2 separate regions of the Manis pentadactyla genome follow, and region 1 is linked to region 2. A link is a contact called in public Hi-C data. All regions are on one chromosome and are shown on one strand. Each heading gives the region's core, a stretch centred on a gene start, on an enhancer-like site or on the middle of the called end of the contact. The rest is flanking DNA. Distances are from core to core; before and after follow the strand shown.

Region 1 (4,208 bases), core at 301-2,800, 300 kb before region 2:
TTAGGCAAAAGGTGTCCCTTCTCTGGGCATCAGAGACATGATGAAATGAGCCTATCCTGTCCTCACCTTGAGCTGGGCTGCAAAGGGTGGTGAAGACCAGAGAAGAAGACCCAGCCCCCATCTGCCTCAAAGACAAGTGCATAGAGCTCAGCTGCCATTTTGAATGCTGCTCTGGGTTTGCCCAAATCCGTTAGAGGTGTGGATATGTGGGCAACATTTGTCTTTGCTCAAGACCCTACTGAGAAGAGTGAGTAAAACTGGCCTAGAAAGGGTTAATTATATTACAGCCCCTAGCAAATAACCAGTTTCAGTGTTAAAAAGTACACCTGATTACTAATCTCAGTCTCAGGAAGGGTCAAAGCTGAAGTCAACAAATGTAGTTAGAATAATAGGTTCCTGTCCTAGCTCTGCTGCTGATATTCAAACAGTATCCAACCTGGGCTTCAATTTCCTCCTTTGTAAAAAGGGGACCACCACCCCTTGGCTTGTCAGGGTCAGCTGAAAGGCCAGAATGAGACCAGGGACGTATGAAAGTGCGTTGTGAACTCTGAAGAGCAACTTCGCTGTGTTAGTAGTGGTGTTATTTTTGCTAATGTCCTACTGACCCTGGTACCCACCACAGGGTTAGGAGGCCACAAGAGATCCCCCTTCCCTTGGACTGGATTCTTACCCGGCTTTGAAGGTCCTACAGTGAGGTCTCCAAGATCAGGCTTCTTTAAAGGCATCCCATTCTTCAAAGCTGCCAGTGGCTATCATGGCCAGATCCCTTTGGTTTTCCATAGAAAATGGCTGGGAGACGAAACACCTAATGGTCATACTATGTGTTCTGTAGAGAGGGCAAAGGAGGAGAGTTTAGAAAGGGAAATCTGCCTTCAAGGACCACACTCCATCAAGGAAAGGGAGCCTGCGCAAGCCACACAAGCCCACCCAATCCTTGCCCTAGGGTGGTGGCTGGGGAGTGGAAGTGGGCCTGTGGGTTCCAGACCTGGGTCTATTTCACTCAGGGCATCCAGGGATTGATTAAGTGCACACACTGGAGGGTGGAAATGAACCCAGTAGTCCTCCCTCCCCCATCTGCTCTCTTAGTGTCACAAACTGACTCTTTTCCAGATTCTGCTTCAGTGGCACTCAGTACTCTGGAGAGCCAGCCCCAGCATAGTAGCTGACTCTGGGGAATGGGCATGTTGTGAGGATGTCATGATGGGTCAGACTCGCTGGCAGTCAACTAGGACCCAGGCACGGGTGAGGTTGTAAGAGGGGCTGGCAGCGGGCCTGCAGAAAATGTGCAGCTCAAGGCCTCCTCTCAGCATAAACAGCCCCAGGAATGGCCTGGAGTCGCCTGGGGAGGAAGAGTCACTTTGGTCATTATAGAAGCGCTGAAGGTCCCCACCCAAGGCGAGGCAGGACACCCTCCCTGGTCGAGGGGAGGGAGTGGAAGGGTGAAGGCTAAAATTACAGCCAACTGAACGCGAGAGGTAAAGAACAAAGGGAGAAAGATCAAGGATGAAAGAGGAATAGAAGAGCAGAGGACAGAGAGGAAACACACGGAATGGGCTGGGAAGAGAGGAGGAAAATTAGAGGGAAGCGCACGGATCCGCGCGGCTGGGAAGCGACAAGAAGCAGGTGTAGCGGGCGCAGGGTTGTGGCGGGCGAGGGCCGGGCTCACCGGGCCACAGGGAGAACACGAGAGCGGGCGGCTCGGGCGTCCGCGGGCGGAGGGTGCGGCACCGGGGTGCAGACAGCGGCCGATCCGGAAACACGGTGGAGCGGCTTGCAGAGGGCTCTGCAGAGGCTGCGGCTCGACTTAGGTCATGGGGGCGGGGCGGGGCGGGGCCGGCGGGGCGGACGCGCTCCGCGTCACCGACCGGGTGAGGCAACTCTCTACCCGCTGCTTTTCCGGGGGACTGTCGTGCCTGGGGCTCTCTGCTTGCCTTCATCCCCTCCGCTCCGCGTGCAGCCGGAACCCGCGTCCAGCACGTCGTTCCCAGAGTCACTCCCTCGCTCCGCCTCACACTGCCCCGCCAACCGCTTTGTGAGAACGGCTAGACTGACGCCGGAAAGAAGCAGAGGCTGCCCGGGGCCACACGCCTCTGCTCTCCCCCACACCTCCCGGCCAAGGCTCTCCCTAACTGCGGCCCGGGTGCGGGTGTGGGTGCACGCAGACCCACACACCGGGTCCGCAGCCCGGACTCTCACGCCCGCCGCCCGCCTTCGGCGCACGCGCGGGCTCCCGCGGGGCGTGGCCTCCCGGCGTCGCGCTAGCGGAGGGGAGCCAATCCCGGCTGCATCTGCAGGTGGCGGCAACCGCCAACGGCCGTTGGGCGCGGCTGGGCTTCCCGACTTCTCCCGCCGCCTACTCACCGTGCTCTTGGGGCCCCGGGGGACATCAGGCCTGGGTGGCGCGGAGACACCAGGCGTGACGCTCTCCCCTCTCCTTACAGACGAGCGAGCGGGCCCGCGCCCTGCGACTGGGAGGGCCGCACCGAGCCCTGGAGTGAGAAAGGGACCGGACCTGGGCCGCCCGTAGGTGGCTGGCGATCTCGTAGGGGTGACAGACACGTAAACAACCAGTAATTGGGTCTTGTGGCCTGGACAAGCACGTGCATTTAGGGAGTAGAAGCCCACAGGTCTCTTGGACTCTGCCGCTACTTTTGACTACCTTCTGCCTCTCTCTTCCTCTGTTTTCATCTTTGTCAGCCTCCCAGGGCTGTTGTAAGGATTAGTCAGGGTAGTGCAAGCCGCTTCCCTGACTACACTGTAAGTTCTGGAAAGCTATTTTCATATTTGTAGTATTGGGGGAGATGAACATTTGGTGAATGCAGTCACTGTATGTGGCTTCAGTGTGGATATTGCACTGGTATCAACCTCCACTTTACAGATGAGGATACAGTCCTGATAGGTTAAGTCCTGCCTAATGTCACACAACTAGAAAGTGGTGAGCCCTGACTTAAACCCTGGTCATCCAGGTTCTATGCATGTGTTTTCTGTACTATCCACAGCAGAAGGCATTGTCAGCTGAGGAGACTAGCTGGAATGGGACTGGAGAATTACAGCAGGAAAGAAAAACACACTGAGCACTTGGTCCTGGTAAAAGCAGAAGCAAAAGCAAAGTGGAAACTGAGAAGTGGAGCCGGGAGATTTACTTAGCATTGCGGGGTTTCCCGTCCACTAGTTGGCCGAGCTTTTTCACCTGAGCTTCTGTCTTTTGCTGTAATGAAACGATTCCCAGGATACTCAGTAAACTTGTGGTGAAACCGCTGGATTCGTCAAGTGATTTTTGAGGAGACATGAACAGGGTGCAACCAAAGGCCTGGAGATGAGAGTGGCTCCCTGATTGCCCAAACAGGGTAGAATCCAGATTCCAAAGGCTATGTAACAGCGAGATGTGTGTTCATCCCTGGCAAAATTCAAGGGTCTGTTAAAGGGTGGTTGTGTGGACACTTAAAAAGTGAAGTAGAGGTAGAGGACCCAGTATGGATTCTTTAAGAAGAAATCCTGTTAAACTCTCTCAATGAAAGGGTTTGAAAAGAACAAACAAAAACAAAAACTCAAAAACCCAAATTCTCTTTTATTTTGGATGGAGCCTGGCAGATTAGAACAATGCTACACTGTTACCTCTGGGTTTTTAGGACCTGTATCATCCAAGCCTTAAGAGGTCCCGTGGACAAATTGGAGAATGTATGGCTAGAGGTAAGTGCATTTTAAAAGCTTGTTTCATATCTATTTCATTGACTATATACACCCCAGTTTATTTGTAAACACCTATGCCAGAAACCAAATTAACAAAGTTTATAATGTTAATATCATTATCAGAAAACAATCCACTGTATTTATAGTTTTGGGACTTAAAAATTTTAAATACAAACTGTGAATAATTGAAAATGAAAAAGATACAAGAATAACAAAACTGAAAACATCAGGTAATAAAAACCAACTTTAGAAAAAATTAAAAGTGTCCCTGGTAATTTCTGCTGAAAATATTGAGTGGGGTTGTAGTAATTCCTTTCCCCCAAGTAAACAGAAAATTATTGCATTTTTAAAAAAGAAGTCAAGGCAATTTGATGATCATTTAAAAAAATGAGCTGAATTTCTTTAACCCCTGTTGAGACATGAAATTAAACCATATGTTTTCAGCTTCTACGTCCTTTTTGATGTTGTTCTTTTCTCTCTTGGTTTTTTAAAAAAAGGGGGTCGGGGCTGGGGGAATG
Region 2 (4,356 bases), core at 252-2,751:
ATGTGGGACCTCTCATACAGCCGTTGTGTCTCATACACCTTCCCACGGACCCCAGGACTGGCGTTACTATCACACACACTCACAGTATACTCTGAGACAGCCCTCTCTTGTTTCAGCTCAGTGGAGAGTCACATCATTATGTAAGCACAATATTAATATATTCAGATAGCAACATGGTTATACTACAGTTCGTTACATTATAGGTTTCTTAATGTCCCAAGCTGAGAAGGTACATGTATTTATACACATGGTATCATACAATCATTCATCTTTCATACTTCGACACTGCAGTCCACACAAAGTGCCCCAGTGTTCCAAGTCTACAGTATTTGATCCTACAGAGTGTAGCACTGGTTTGTTGATTGTATAGCGAAACAATAATGGCTGATTATCTCCCTATGTGTGCTACACTCACATTCCCCTAACATTAAGTATGGTTTTACCCAGTGTTTTCGTGGTGTGAAATACTTTTATACACATAAAAACTCTCAGTTATATATTTAGAATATAGAGAGCTCTTACATGTATGAAGAGAAGGGAGAGCTGAAAGCAAAGGAAGTGATGGACATCTCTGATTAACAATCATATGCTTCGCACTCCAAACTCCTTGAGGGGACTGTTGGAACTTGTTCAGCATTTATACCAATGCCTGTGGCTCATAGCAGGCACTCAAACAAACAGGTGTGTTGAATGAATTGATGAAATGAAGCATTAGTCATATAGTGACCTATACAATCACTGGGCATCTTTCACACACAGAGTAGGATCTCCAGATCATACCCATCCAGTCCCAGTGACACGTAAACCTCCTATATGGTCACAAAAGGTCACCTCATACTAAACACCAGTTTGCTGGGTCACATGGCCAACAAATGTACGGCTACAGTACCACAGAGAATTCTCTCCGTCTCACTCCCGCCCTGTCGGTGTGTCTCTGTGACACAGAGCCTGGGGTCCCACACAGCTGGACAGTGCCTGTGAGGTCCTACGGGGCCTCAGTATCACTCCACCACGCTTTTCCACAGTGTATCAACTCGGCTGTGTGAATATGGCTCTGGAGAGCTACTGTGTATGTGTGACAGTCTGAGTTTCCAAACTGTGTGACACACTGTGACACTGGGTCTGAGGTCCCACGCAGGGCGACACGCGGAGTCGGCCCCGGCCCCGTAGCACAGTGCCTGGGTCTCGCGCTCTGCCTCGGTCTCCCCCACGCAGGCCCTTCTGCCGCCGCGACCCCCGCGCCTCACCTGGTCAGGTCCCGCAGGCGCGCCTCCTCCCCGCGCAGGTAGCGCCGCAGCAGTCCCAGCAGCCGGCGCTCCGGGGCCAGGGCGCGCGCAACGCTGGTCAGAGCCGAGAACGTGTCCCCGCGCGCCGCGGCCGCCGCCGGGTCCCCCGTCCGGAGCGCCAGGACCGCCAGCAGAGCCGCCAGCCGCGCCGCGGGGCCCATCGCCGGCGCTCGCCCGCGTCCCCCGGGCCGTCCAGCTCGCCCGGGCCCCGCCGCTCCCGCCGGGCCCGCCCCTCGGCCCCGCCCCGGGTGCTCGGCCCTCCCGGCCGCCCCGCCGCGCCCGCCGCCCCCTCCTTCGCTCCGACACCCACGCTGGCTCTGGAGCTCCCACCCTCCTGCCGCTGCGCCCCGCGCGCTGCGTGGGGGGCCTGCAGCCTCAGGGTCCGCTCGCGCCCCAGCCGAGCACACCCTGGGGAGGGGTTTCCGCCGAGCCCCTGTCACACGGGGGGAAACTGAGGCGGGGGCATGGGGAGGAAGGTGTTCACTGGTCTCTGGCTGTACAAGGCCAGCCCCAAAATATTCGCCTGTCCGGGTCAGGGGGGTGGAAGTACAGAAATACCACCGGATTCGGGTGGGGAAATCCAGGGGAGTAACAGCGATGCCGGTAAAGAGCTGAGAGTGAGCAATAGAGAGGCAAACACTTCACGGAGGACGTGACATCCGAGCCATGTTGAAGGAGGAGCAGAATTCTGACCCGAGATGAAGACATGAAGGCAGTTAGGGTCAGTACATGACAAATCTAGGACCTGCAGAACCTAAAACTCAGGGGTCCTGGATCTCTGCTCTACACATTATACCTATGGTGACATAAGCAAACAAAAATATTATTATTGTACTCTACTAAGCTATTTATTTTTTCCCTCGTTTTCCCAGGCAATATTCATCCATTTGTTCGTTCATTTAACAATTATTTAGCACCTCTGTTCACTGTACTAAAGACACAGAGAAATAGCAGATCCAACCCTGGACTCCCAAGAGGAAATGGAGATGTAAACAACCATTATAAAGTGCTGTGGGGATAATGGAGGGTTGTGCAATGAGCAATGGCAACACGAGGAGGGGGCCCATGTCCATACGTAGGTAGTGGGATGGGGTCCACAGAGGAGGCTATATGTGCAGGTCCAAAAGGATGCAAAGGAATTGTCTGGAAGAGGACAGGCAAGGGAGGAATGGGCTTTCCTGGCTGAAGGTACCTATGTGTACCGAGGTTTGGAGATGCAAAATAGTTTGAGTTCCAGAAATGAAGGGAAGTTCCTTGTACTTGGAACTATCAGATTGTCAAGGGGCTTTGCATGGCATACTAACAAATTAGCCTATCTGCCATGAAAATCCTGTAGAAGGTTTTTAAGGTGGCAATAATAGTAATAAAACAGCAACAGTAAAGATAACACTGAGTGCTTCCAGTGTGCAAGGTGTTGTCCCAAGCATTTTATTATGTATTAGCTTATTTAATTCCCATGCCTACTCTATGGCACAGGTGGTATTATTAGCCTCATTTTACAAATGAAAAATTGAGTTACAGAGAGGAAAAGTAACTTACTCAATGTTAATTACTTATAGATCACATTCAGAGGTGTGCTGGTAAACCAACACTCCAGGGAAAAAAGTCCTGATTTGTGACATTTGCCTATTTCTGCGGTGAAAATTCTCCTACAGTGACTTATTTCAAGGTACTTAGATGATATCTCTGAATGCAGTTGGGCAGACATGCTGACACTGACTCCTTGAGCTGGTGTGAGCCAACCCCAGCATAACACTGCTCATGGCAAATAGGGAGATGCACCACCCAAACCCCCCTTCAAGGAAGGGCTTGCCGCACAGCTCCAGGGAGTGTAGTCAGAAGACTCTCCAGCAGTCAGCCCCTTCGGGGACTCCCTGCAGCAGAGAACAGCCATACCTGAGGCCATTTCAAAACTTCCTTAGGCAGCCTGCATCCAGTACTGAGAGACATGAAGGAATGAAGGCTCAGCTTAACTTAAACCACATGTCATCGGCTTTGGCAAAGGCTTAAAGACCCTCAGAAAGACTGTTAACAAAATCTGGAAGGGGCCCTAGGACACTGTCAATGAAGGTTTGAAGGGCAGTAAGGACAACATTATTGTAGGCTGGAGAAAAGAGCACGCAAGTACTGAAGTTCTGTATTGGAAGAACAGTTAATGAACCTGTTGCCTGACAGTCACATGAAAATAGAGGACATCCTCACAGTTAGATCATGAATCTGGCTAGAGAACCTCCAAGCAGAATTATAAAATACAAGAAAGAGATGAATCATAGAAGGAATGGCTTAGCATCCAAGCAGAATTTAGAGGAAATATAGAAGGTCCAGGACAGTCTTTCCAATGATCTAAAGTTTCTCAAAGAAATGACTTAGGATAAAGAACAAGCCCAAGGTGCTCCAAGTAAAACATCACCTCAAGATCAAGCTCTCAGAGGTGTGGTTGAGAGACCCTTTGCTGAGACTTCAGAAAGATTTAAGGGCATACTTAGTAGAGATTCGAAGTATCTTAAGGGCATGTCTTGTAGATTCCCTCTGGTACACAAGAGAGCACAATAAAGAGTGTGTCCCACAAAATAGACTACTTCAATCAGGCAAAAATTATTCTAAGAATCCTAAGGCTACTGTTCCGTAGTACTCTAACTCTCAGCCAAAGTTAGTGAAGGACCTGGAAATAAATGAGGATGTGTTTTTGTCTACAAGAGTGAACTTCAATAAGATTTATAGGAAATCCTCAAAGTTTCAAGATAATTTAATTAGAAGAAGCACTGCTAGGTTGGGCTAGACAGAACACACACACACACACACACACACACAGCCTTTGGACTCCTGTATCATTTCCTATCGTACTGTGGACAATTACCCACAAACTCAGTGATTTAGAACAACTCAAATTTATTATCTTAGAGTCCGGGAGTTCAGAAGTCTAAAATGGTTTTCACTGGCTGAACTCAAGATGTCAACAGGGCTGTTTCTTCTGGAGCCTTGATCTGTAGCCCCTTCAAAGCCAACAACACATCTTTAAATCTCTCTTTGATTTTGCTTCTACTGTCACATTTCCTTCTCTGACTCTTTT

The links. Hi-C and Micro-C count contacts between places; a contact is called where the count stands out from the background.
Region 1: a Hi-C map of skin fibroblasts shows a contact between it and region 2, with 2.2 times the contacts expected there. The contact joins the promoter of LOC130685027 here to the promoter of P4HA3 in region 2. A contact is called at or near these places in 2 of 3 Hi-C or Micro-C datasets (fibroblasts and skin fibroblasts).

The regions. Positions count from the first base shown.
Region 1 is chr9:40,079,919-40,084,126 of mManPen7.hap1, reverse strand. LOC130685027 reads left to right here and starts at 1,550. Exons shown (of 3, transcript XM_057508194.1): 1 at 1,550-2,757; 2 at 3,630-3,690. The coding sequence starts at 1,550. The coding sequence ends at 2,527. UCP2 (uncoupling protein 2) reads right to left here and starts at 1,805. Exons shown (of 8, transcript XM_036929766.2): 1 at 1,667-1,805; 2 at 671-826.
Region 2 is chr9:39,783,521-39,787,876 of mManPen7.hap1, reverse strand. P4HA3 (prolyl 4-hydroxylase subunit alpha 3) reads right to left here and starts at 1,501. Exons shown (of 13, transcript XR_008999214.1): 1 at 1,248-1,501.